Linked DNA regions of Ovis aries: region 1 is linked to region 2. Evidence: chromatin contacts called from public Hi-C data. All regions are on one chromosome and are shown on one strand. The core of a region is the stretch at or near the end of the contact, and the rest is flanking DNA. Distances in the headings are between cores, read along the strand shown.

The links. A called contact is a pair of places that touch in the nucleus more often than the background predicts.
Region 1: a Hi-C map of liver shows a contact between it and region 2, with 3 times the contacts expected there. The contact joins the promoter of OTUD4 here to the promoter of MMAA in region 2. A contact is called at or near these places in 2 of 16 Hi-C or Micro-C datasets (liver and muscle).

What each region holds. Positions count from the first base shown.
Region 1 is chr17:13,172,790-13,178,421 of ARS-UI_Ramb_v3.0, forward strand. It overlaps OTUD4 (OTU deubiquitinase 4), which reads left to right and starts at 3,603. Exons shown (of 21, transcript XM_027956254.3): 1 at 3,603-4,298. The coding sequence starts at 4,140.
Region 2 is chr17:12,741,763-12,747,436 of ARS-UI_Ramb_v3.0, forward strand. MMAA (metabolism of cobalamin associated A) reads right to left here and starts at 2,418. Exons shown (of 7, transcript XM_060400621.1): 1 at 2,346-2,418.

The sequences.
Region 1 (5,632 bases), core at 2,353-4,852, 430 kb after region 2:
TGCAGTCATCTGAAAGCTTGATTGGGTTGGAGGACTCACTTCAAAGCTGACTTACGTGGCTGTTGGCTGAGGCTCCGGTTCCCCACCAGGAGAACTTCTAAGTTTTCCCCATAGCAACCAGCTTTCGCTAGAGTGAGTCACCCACAAAAGAGGAAATATAAGAGAACAACCAAAAACATCTCTTATAACCTGATCTCAGCAGCAATATATTAAATTTGTACAATTTGCTCTATTCTATGGATCACAGAGACCAATCCTGCTATAAAGTGGAGGCGACTGTATAGGAGAGTGAATATCAGGAGGCAGGAATCATTGGGGGCCATCTTTGAGAATGCCTACCGTAAATGAATACTGGAGAATGCCTACTTGGAGAAGGAAATGTCAACCCACTGAAGCATTCTTACCTGGGAAATACCATGGACAAAGGAGCCTGGTGGGCTACAGCCTATGGGGTCGCAGAGTTGGACACAACTGAGTGACTAAACACCACCACCATAACACCTTTTTATTGGAAAAAAAAACTGCAGAAAATCTATCATTTTTAAAACAAAAAAATTTCACCAGCTACAATTATTAGCTCCAAAGTTTGTCAGAGCCAACGGACTTGAGGTATTTAACTGTGTACAAGAAAAACAGTTGACACATTTGCCTGGGATGACTAATTTCGTTCCTTCAGATTATATTTGATGAAATTGTCTGCTCTTCACTTTTGCTAATCAGAAACGGCTTCCTCAGAGCGAACATGGTCAGTCAGATGTAGTTTCTTGAAAACTTTCAGAGGTTAATGTTAGCAAGTGAATTTCTACAAGCATTGGTTCAGTTTAAAGTCATAGGATCCTTTAATGTTGCCTAAACAGGGAGCTATATTTGGGGATTTGGCATACAGAGGGTCTGTCTGGGATCAGGTCTCAAAATACCTAAAGGATTTCCTTAAACAGGCCCCCTGGTCAGATACAACAGGTGTTTTACTTCTAATTTTGGAAGCAGAAGCAGGCAGTTTAGAGTGAGGCTGATCTGCACTCATTCAGCAGGAATGAGGATAATAAGTAATTTTGTCAGGACATCAAGTGTACAAATGACTGGAAATGTGTTATTCTTCTAGTATTCTGATAATAAACCATATTTTTATAAGATTACATAGAATGGTGATGAATTCTGATTAGAGCCTCTGTTTTGTTAGTGTTTAATGATTCATTTAAAAAATACTGTTAAGTCAACTGTAGTGTCAACTAGAGTACTTATTTAAATGATTGTATTTATTTATTTGCACAATTGTGAGTGAATTACATGTTTGTAATGGAAAATAAAGACATTATAGTGTTAATGATGTATTTGGTTTCCTTTTCAAAGTGTTTCAAAGGAATCTGGGGGCTTAAAAAACATAGTGATATTCCATTAAAAAATAGATAAGGCTTAAAATAGAAAATATGCTTGAAACACTATTAGCCACTCAAAATGAAATTACTGGACATATAAAAGGTGAGCAAAGCTTTTTAATGACTTCTAAAAATTAATGTAATCACGAACAATGTAGTCATGAACATTTCAATTACAAAATAAGGTTTGATAAATTTTCAAACGTGAGGCCCCTGGAAATATATTTCTAATATGTTCTCAAGATAATTAGGAATGCAGTTGTCTAGCATGCTAGACACAGTAGATTTCCCATAAATACCTATTGATTTGGAGATTAGCTTCAGAACTCTTATTTCTAAATTACATAAATGTAAGGAAAGGCATGGTTTTCTTTTGGCATATAAGAAAGTCTGTTGCTTATTAATACTACAGAATCTACTTATTTTAAGAATTCAATACTTAAGCTATTCTTTAGATATTACTTTACTTTCCGGGTTTTCCCTGGTGGCTCAGATGGTAAAGCGTCTGCTGGCAATGTGGGAGACCCAGGTTCAATCCCTGGGTTGGGAAGATCCTCTGGAGAAGGAAATGGCAACCCACTCCAGTATTCTTGCCTGGGAAATCCCATGGACAGAGGAACCTGGTGGGCTATAGTCCATGGGGTCGCAAAGAGTTGGACAGGACTGAGCGACTTCACTTTCACTTTTACTTTCCATTCCTCTGTGGGTTTAAAAGGCAAGTCATTGTTTATAAAAAGAAAGTGCCATATTGTAAGTAGTGGTAAAACTGGGCAGTTCTTTCTGAGTGGAATGAGAGTGCAATCGTATGTTTTAAATTATATATATATTAAAGAAGGAAAAGCAACAGGTTTGACTTGAAACTAGGTTTTTCTAAAAGGGATTCTGCAGTGTATTTCTCTACAAAATGTACAAAATTCAATAGTGGGACAAGAAAATTCATTTAGGTCAGAATCCTTTTTTTGCTTTCTCTAAAAACAGCACCATTGGATATTTGAATTTTTAAACCTTAAGAAATCAAATCTAAACGTTCCAAGGAGAGTGAACACACGAGTCATTGTTTGCACCAAATACTGAAAACAGATTTCTCAAATAGAATTTTCAGTAATTTGCACTGGACTCTCACCATCTGGCCTGCCTTGCCCCCCATTCCAAAGAATCTGTTTGACCACATGTCTACATCTACAGTAATTCTTCCATCTCCCCAGCCCCACCCTGCCGCACCATGGCTTCAAGAGCAGATTTTATGATTAACCGTGTATTTAAAAGATTGGGATACCAGATGCTGTTGTACTTGAATAAAAATAAAATTCTGGTGTCACAAAAACAAGCCGGATAAATTCTAGGTTCTAAAGGCATACACTCTCATTCAACTTCTCAGGGTGGGAAGCTGAACAGGAATCCTCCAGCAAACACCGCTGGATCCCAGGGCACGTCCAGCACGCTATCCAACAATTAATTACAAGATGGTTTTCTAAAAAGGAAAAAAAAAAAAAAATCTTAAGTTTTTCCGACTAGCGACACCCCTTTGTGCTGGGGTGGGCAGCTATAGTGGCAGGGTGAACCAAAATGTTTGTGGCAAAGGCATCATCTTGCGATATACCGCCAGAGCTGTACTTCTAGTCTCGAATAGGAATCAGCAGTCCACGGCTGATTTATGGACAGCCTGTATCGCCCCGCACGATGCGAGTTCCAGGAGCCTTCGCCAATTAGGTCTATTTTCTGCTTAAGCCGTTAAAGCCACCTCCATGGAAACGTCAGGGGAAGAGGCCGGGGGGAGGGGAGCAGACAGGTGCGCCCTCTGTTTGGAAATACACAAAGGGCCGACCCAGCGGCCTCCGTGTCCCTGGCAACTCCACGCACGCAGAGCGCGCGCACATCCCGCAGGCCCGCGGCGCAGAGGGCGGGCGGCCGGCCGGGCGGGGCGGCGCGCGCAGGTCTCCGCGCAGACCCTCGGCCTGCTGGAGGACGCGCGGTGCCCGGGAAGCGTGAAGCCGGCTCCGGGCGGCGGCGGCGGCCGCGCTGTAGGGACTTGTAGTCCGCGCGCCTCCCGGGCGCCTCCCCCCGCCGGGTAGGCCGGCAGCGCGTCCCCGCCCGCCGCAGGCCGACTTCCTGCCGCTGCCCAAACTACACCTCCCGCCGTCCTCTCCGCGGTCGGGGCCGAAAGCGAAAACACATTCTGGGCTGCGAGGGTGCTGCCCTCCCGCCGGGCGCCCCCGCCCACTCCCCGCCCCTCCGGCGCCCTCCTGCGAGGTGGGGAGACGGTCAGGCCGCGCCTTTCTCTCTCGGCTTCTTCGGCTCCCGGTGTGGGGCCCACAGGCCTCGCTTTCACCAAGAGTCTGGGCCGGCGCGCTCGGGTTGCGGGGGCTTCCTCGCTTCCGCCGGGTCTGGCGAGGAAACTTCTGTGTGTGTGTGGGGGCGGGACCCCGGGGCCCCAGTGGCTGAGCCGAGCGGCGAGGCCCGCGTCAAGTGACTGCTCGCTTGCGGGTTTTGGTGAATTCCCCGCCTCGTTTCCCCCGGGCGCGTGGCCCCGCGGGAGGCGGCCGCGTGCGCCCGGCCATGCACTAGGCAGGGCTCCCTATGCGCGCGGACCGCCGCCTCGGGCCGCCGCCGCCGCCTGCCGCCGCCCGCCCAGCGCGAGCCGGAGCCCGAGCCCGAGCCCGAGCCCCAGCCGCTGCCCGCCCCCGGCCGGGGCGTCCAGGAGCCGGCGGCGCGGCCATGTGGGGCTAGCCCGCGCCGCGCCGGGCCTGCTGCGCGACCGGCAACATGGAGGCTGCCGTCGGCGCCCCCGACGGCGGCGACCGGGGCGGCGCGGCGCCCCGCGAGGACGCGACTCCCATGGACGCCTATCTGCGGACCCTGGGCTTGTATCGGAAACTGGTCGCCAAGGACGGGTCGTGCTTGTTCCGAGCCGTGGCGGAGCAGGTAACGGGGCGGGGGCCGGAGGGGGCGATCGGCGGGGGGCCGGGTGGGAAGTGGCGGGCGGGCTGCCCGCCCCCCCTCAACCCGGGCTGCGCGTGGCCCCGCAGGCGTCACAGCGGCCCATTGTCGCCCCGGAACCGGACGCTGCCCTGGGACTGGGAGCTCCGAATCGAAACTTAAAAACCTGTAAATGATCTGGGTGTCGTCCCTCCTGGCGAAGAGGTAATGAGTTGAAGCTAGCCCGTGAGGCCTGCCGGAGAGTCTGCACCCTAGCTGAAGGGGTGGGAACTTGGCGAAATGCTGTTTTTCGCCTCCCCTTTTGGCTTTACAAGCACAGCGTTCACACCAGTAAGCAGAATGTTTACTAGAGGAGGTGGTGCACCAGACTCGACTCGTGGGATCATGATCCAGCCCCCCCCCCCCCGCCCCGCCCGGTTACTGGACTTTGGAGCGTGGGGTAGCCAAGCCCGCGGATGTCCGCCTGAGTCAGGAGTGGGGGAAATGTGCAGTTTGGGAAAACCAGACTTTAGAAAATGTAGAATGTTTGCACAGAATTGTCTTTGAGTAGATTTCACCTTGTTTTAATGTCCTGCAAGGCAGTGTAGGTGAACTAAAAGCAAATAATTGACTTAGAAAAAGTGTTTTAAAGTTGCTAGTGGGAAGGAAGACTGTATCTGGGGTCCTTTAGGTCTTTGGCCGAATTTTTCCCCCTTACTGATTAAAATCACTTTGTAATATAGTCCTTGGGAGGATGTTTCTGATTTATTTTTTTGGTAAGAGAGCTTATTCCCTATTATGTAACACTGTAGTTGGTAGGTATGCAGCCACCCAGATCCATCCTGTATTAAGAAATAGCTGTTGAATTAGTTGGACATAAATTTCATATTGCTGTCCTGGTGTGTATTTCCTACCGTTTTCCTTTGCTTTCCTTTGGCCTAAGATCTACCCCTTTCCTCTCCTGCCCCCCTTTGGAGTTTTTCTGTTTCTCTCACCCTTTTTAATGCTAAGTAGCTTTCGGAATTTCTTTTTGTGAGTAAATGTTTTCCTAAACATCTATAGACCAGTCTATTGTTTTTTTTCAAAGTCCAAAGGCCTGCCACTTATTTTCCAAAGGCCCTCGTTTTCACATCAGTAGCATAAGATATTCTTTTTTTTTTTTTTTTTTTGGAAACAAGAAATTGGTGTAGCTGGTCCAAACCTTTGCATTTTGCGGCTGGCATTGTCATTCATTCTTCGCAAAGCTCCCCAAACTGAGCTGTGTCTTTTTCAGTTCAATTGATTTCTCTTATTTTTGGAATTTTTTAAGATGTTCTAATGTTGCTTTGGGAGATGTTTAC
Region 2 (5,674 bases), core at 1,168-3,667:
TGGGCAATCTCTACTACTCTCCATGTGAAAATATTAAGACTTACACATCAGACTATGAAATGAAATTGTGTGCATGAGAGGACCTGGCACCAACAGGTGTTAACTAACTGTAAGGAACCTTTTCTTCTCTCTTTCCTCCCTTCCCCAATCCTCCATCTTGGACAACACAGCAAGACTTACACTGAACCATGAACGTGATCTCCTTACTAATCCACCTCAAATTCCTCCAATAGTTTCCCCCATGCTAGGACAGTAGTTCTCAGTGTGGTCCCCAGACCAACAGCAACTCCAGCAACTGAGAATGGATAAGAGGTAAATTCTCAAGCCCCACCCCAGAACTTCTGAAGCAAGAACTCTGGAGGTGGGGGCCATGCCTGCCACTATCTCACAAACCTGCCAGGTGATTATGACATAAGCTCAAACTTGAGAACCAGTGCCTGAGGATAAACTCTAGTCTAGTATTTTCAAGGGTCTCCCAAACCAGTTTTCCTCCATTTACCGTACTTGCCTTCTCAGACTTCTCCTAAGGAGAGTTTACTTACGATCTTCCAAACCTACTATTCACTTTCCAACTGGGATTTTACTCACTGGTTGCATTCTCTTTTCTTTCTTTCTTTAAATATTTATTTACTTAGCTGCTTCACATTTATTCTGCAGCATGCAGAATCTTTAGTTGTGAGACCTTAGTTCCCCTACCAAAGGACTGAACCCAGGGAACCCTACATTGGCAATGCAGAGTCCTAGCCACTAGACCAACAGGGAAGTCGTCACTGGTTATATTTTTCTCCTCCATGACACCGCTCCTTTCCAACCCAGCTTAAATCCCACTGTTTTCTTAAATTCCTTCCTGACACAGTTTCCAGGAACTTTTTCCTCTCTTAATTCCAATTATTTCTGAGTACTCAGGTGATAATCTGCAGGTGTCACAAACTGGCTGTTCCTGGCCCATAGAGGCTATGTGAGTGCATAAACGATTGGTTGCCAATAACAATAAAAATCAAGAAATATTACAAAGATAGAGATTTTTGGCCTGTGATGGGGAAAGTCAGATCTGTGCATGAGGGACCCACATTCCCACATGGCAACAATCAGTGGAGGGGCACATGTTTCCAGCAGTCACCAGCTCTTTCCATGCCAAATATAGGTTTTTAGACGTCTTCAAATATCTCAAACCATAACTTACATTTCTTACGCAACTTTTTATGGGGTTTTTTTTTTTTTTTTTGGCTCTAATAGAATACAACCCTTAAAGGAACTGAACTGTCCTGGTTTTCATTACTTCGAACACAAAACGATATGGGTTTTCACTATACAAAAGAATATTCTGGACATTGCTGCTGCTGCTGAAGCCGCTTCAGTCGTCTCTGATTCTGTGCGACCCCACAGACGGCAGCCCACCAGGCTCCCCAGTCCCTGGGATTCTCCAGGCAAGAATACTGGAGTGGGTTGCCATTTCCTTCTCCAATGCATGAAAAGTGAAAACTGAAAGTGAAGTCGCTGTCTTGTCCGACTCTTTGCGACCCCATGGACTGCAGCCCATCAGGCTCCTCCGTCCATGGGATTTTCCAGGCAAGAGTACTAGACCCCCAAACAAGTAGAAATGTACACAGGCTTTTGGGAAACTCCTGGTTTTCTACCAATTTGGAAAAGCTATAGTAGTGTTTGTTTTCCAAAGTATATTAGGGCACAACTATCAAGGTAATTAAAATTTTTCATGCCATTTTGGCTTAGACTGTCTTTCATAGTAACAATTTGTACTTCTTTCATAATGATAAACACGAATTACTTAACACAGTATGTCTGCTGGAAGAGACCTAGCCCACGCCCAGCACAGCATTTCACCGAACCTTGATGCTGTCTCTGTGACTTCCAGTCTAAGTCCTATTTTTATTTACTGATTTTTATTCCGTTAAAGACGAGGTTTAACCTCCCTCTTGGGTAGTTGCTACACTGAACTACAGTGCCTTTTTACAGGCCACCGTCTGGTTAACCATTTGCCAGCGGCAAACTACGAGCCACTTTATGAAAACTGTATTACTGCGGCACAACGGTAAAATCACAAGCTTGTCCAAAATAATGAAAAATGTAACACGCTGTTCACAGAGAATCTCCTTTTTCAGCAGAAAACCAACCAACCTTCCCTGTGAATCCATTTTGAAGACGCTTGCTCGTTCACACGTTTCCCGCACCCCCATCATCATCGGACTCAATCACAGTCTCCTCTCCCTCTCCCTTCCCCGAATTCTCCAGGGGGCGCCCCAGACGCAGAGCTGAGCCCCCGGCGGCCTGAGGCACGAGCCTGGCCCCAATCCGGACGCGGCGCGCAACCCCCGCCCCGTACTCACCCGCCCGCGGCCGTAAAAGTGCAGCGCCCTCCTGCCCCGCCCCTTCCGGCGGGCCGCTTCGCCCCGCCCCGCGCTCTCCCGCGCGCAGGCGCGGCGCTCACTGCCGGGTGCCGGGCCCCCGGGAGCGACCCGGGGCTGGGCGGCGGCGTGGGGCGTGGCCTGGGTCCCGGCGGGCGTGGCCGCAGGATCCCGGTGCGTGACGACGGTGCAGGGACCCTGAAGGCCTGGCGGCGTTCTCGAGCGTGGGGAGGTCCGCGGGGCGACCCCGGGGCGCCAGACATCTGTCTGAGAAGTGCAGCAGAGAAGGGCGGTTGACAGTCTTTAGGGATAGCTTTGCCCTCCTGTAGGTTCACATCGGCTCCAAAGGCGGAGAGTTAAATCCTTTCTGTCCCGGCCTCGGCGCTTCGCGAAGCCGGGGAGATGGAGCTCGAGTCCGGTCCGGATCCGCGCAATCAGCGGCGGTCCCAGCCGCAACCTTTTCCTAACGCTTCCTGGAAGCTTAAAAGTGTATGGGTGTACATATGTTCCCCCATATATATATATGTAGTCATGTATTGATATATTTATATAACTATGGCTGATTCATATTGATGTATGGCAGAGGCCAAGACAATATTGTAAAGCAGTTATCCTCTAATTAAAAAAATAACTGTATGGGTGGAAGGTGAGACATGGGTTGTTTGATAATATGGTGAAATTAAGAAAATTAAAACTCGGCAAACAATTTCCAACCTGTGGGAGTGAATGCTCAGTGTTCAGTTGAAATACAACTCGAGTTTTTAAAGCATGGCGTGGTTTGTAACAGCTGAAGGGCTCGCAGTTTTTTCTCTTAAAAGTTACCCATTTGTACTGATTACTATTTCCTAATTTGTACTAAAACCAAGGACCCACGCTCACCGCCGCCGGAAAGTCACCCGAAGAGGGAAGGCTCTCGCCTAAAATGGGGGTGAAAACGAGCATGCTTACCATTTGCGACCTCACTGGGCGTCAGAATAGTAACTAAGTATTTTGGAAACCTGTTAGATCCGTTGTTGTTGTTATTGTTTGGTAGCTAAGTTGTGGTGGACTCTGGAACCCGTTGGACTGTAGCCTGTCAGGCTCCTCTGTCCATGGGATGTCCCGGGCAAGAATGCTGGAGTGGGCTGCCATTCCCCTCCCCAGGGGATGTTCGCTGCCCACAGATTGAACTCCTCCTGTTTTCTGCCTTCTGGTCTGGTTTGTCCCTTTGGTTTCTCCTGGTTTCTGCCGTTGCCAGGTGGGTCTTTACCACTGAGCTACCAGGAAGAGTGAGCTTCCCTTGTGGCTCAGTTGGTAAAGAATCTGCCCGCAGTGCAGAAGACCTGGGTTTGATCCCTAGGTTGGAAAGATGCCCTGGAGAAAGGAAAGGCTACCCACTCCAGTATTCTGGCCTGGAGAATTTCATGGGCTGTATTCCATGGGGGTCCCAAAGAGTCGGATACGACTGAGTGACTTTCACTTTTCACTATCACGAGGAAGAACAGTAAAACCTGAGCTTGAGTTGTAGGACTTTTAAGAAATACTGGCATCTCCTATATGTTTGCTGTAATGTAGTAAAGACAATCATTAGGCAATAGCAGGGATCAAATTACAGTGAATAAAAATAGTCGTAAATAGGTTCCTAATTATAATAATACAATTAGTGTCTGGAGCCGAAATCCCAGGCCCCCGCATACGATTTGCATAATTGCATGCCTGTGGGAGGGATTAGACCTTCCTCTGCTATTTCTTGATTCTTACTGAATATGGAACAATAAAAAATGAGTTGTCTTCCTTATCATCTTTATTATTCTTATTTAGACTAAAAGACAGCCACTTTTATCCCAGAGTAATTGTAGATCCAAGAAAAGTCAATTACAGAAACTAGAACTGAAGGCTAAGGGAGAGGGGCTGATGGAAAGAACATGTAAGCAGTCAAATCTGGTTTTAGATCTTAGCTCCTGAATAACATAATGATAGAATTTGGGATGGAGAAGGCAATGGCACCCCACTCCAGTACTCTTGCCTGGAAAATCCCATGGACAGAGGAGCCTGGTAGGCTGCAGTCCATGGGGTCGCTAAGATTCAGACACGACTGAGCGACTTCACTCTGACTTTTCACTTTCATGCGTTGGAGAAGGAAATGGTAACCCACTCCAGTATTTTTGCCTAGAGAATTCCAGGGATGGGGGAGCCGGGTGGGCTGCCGTCTCTGTGGTCACACAGAGTTGGACACGACTGAAGCGACTTAGCAGCAGCAGCAGAATTTGGGAGAAGCTTCTTTCTTTAAGCCAGGAGCTGAGCATTAGAACAGTGTTTTGTGGTGGGTTTTGGAAAACTTTATGAAATCTCAGTTTGCATATCCTAAGGAAATGAAGTTTGTAATTAAAAAATGATTTTTAATCCTTACCTGCTTTTTCACTTCAAACTCTAAAACATTTTAGTGCATTTCACTTTTTTTTTTCCTTGTCTAAGTGTTCCCTGAAGCATATTCCATGGAACATTAGCACTTTGCAAAAAGTTAATAATTGCTTCATGGAAAAAAAAAAAAACTGTGGCATCAGTACTGAGTAAAACACAAATTATTGGAAGTACAGTGGTGTAGCATTCTTGTCAGAACATTAGAATCTGTTTTAATGTTCTAACAGAAACACAGCTTGAATCTGTGAAGAAACAGTTTAATTCAGAATGTGATTTGTTTGGACTTTTCCGTAATGTCAGTATCCTGAAAGACAAGCAAGGCAGAGTACTTGTCTGCATTAGTGGGCAACTGTGATTTGGATAGGAGTATGGATTTTTTGAGTCACTAGCCCACCAAGCTCCTCTGTCCATGGAATTCTCCAGGCACAAATACTGGAGTGGGTAGCCATTACTTCCCCCAGGGACCTTCCGGACCCAGGGGTCAAACTCCTGTCTCCCGAATTGCAGGCAGATTGTTTACCATCTGAGCCACCAGGGACACCCTGAGAGAAAATATGGCATTATGTTAATTACTGTGGTTCTTTCTTTCAAATTTTCTATAGGTTTGAAAATTTTTTAATGCTTAAAAAGTTGGGGGGAAAAATGTAGCCAGCACTTACCCTTTAAAAATGCATTGGTTATGTTTATAAGAAAATGCAAAATTCATTTATATACTGTGCTGTGCTTAGTTGCTCAGTCATTGCCGAGTCTTTGCCACCCCATGGACTGTAGCCTGCAGGCTCCTCTGTCCATGGGGATTTCCAGGCAAGAATACTGGAGTGGGTTGCCATGCCCTCCCACCTCCAGGGAATCTTGCCAACCCAGGGATTGAACCCACATCTCCTGCATTGCAGGCGGAGCTTCTGAGCCAC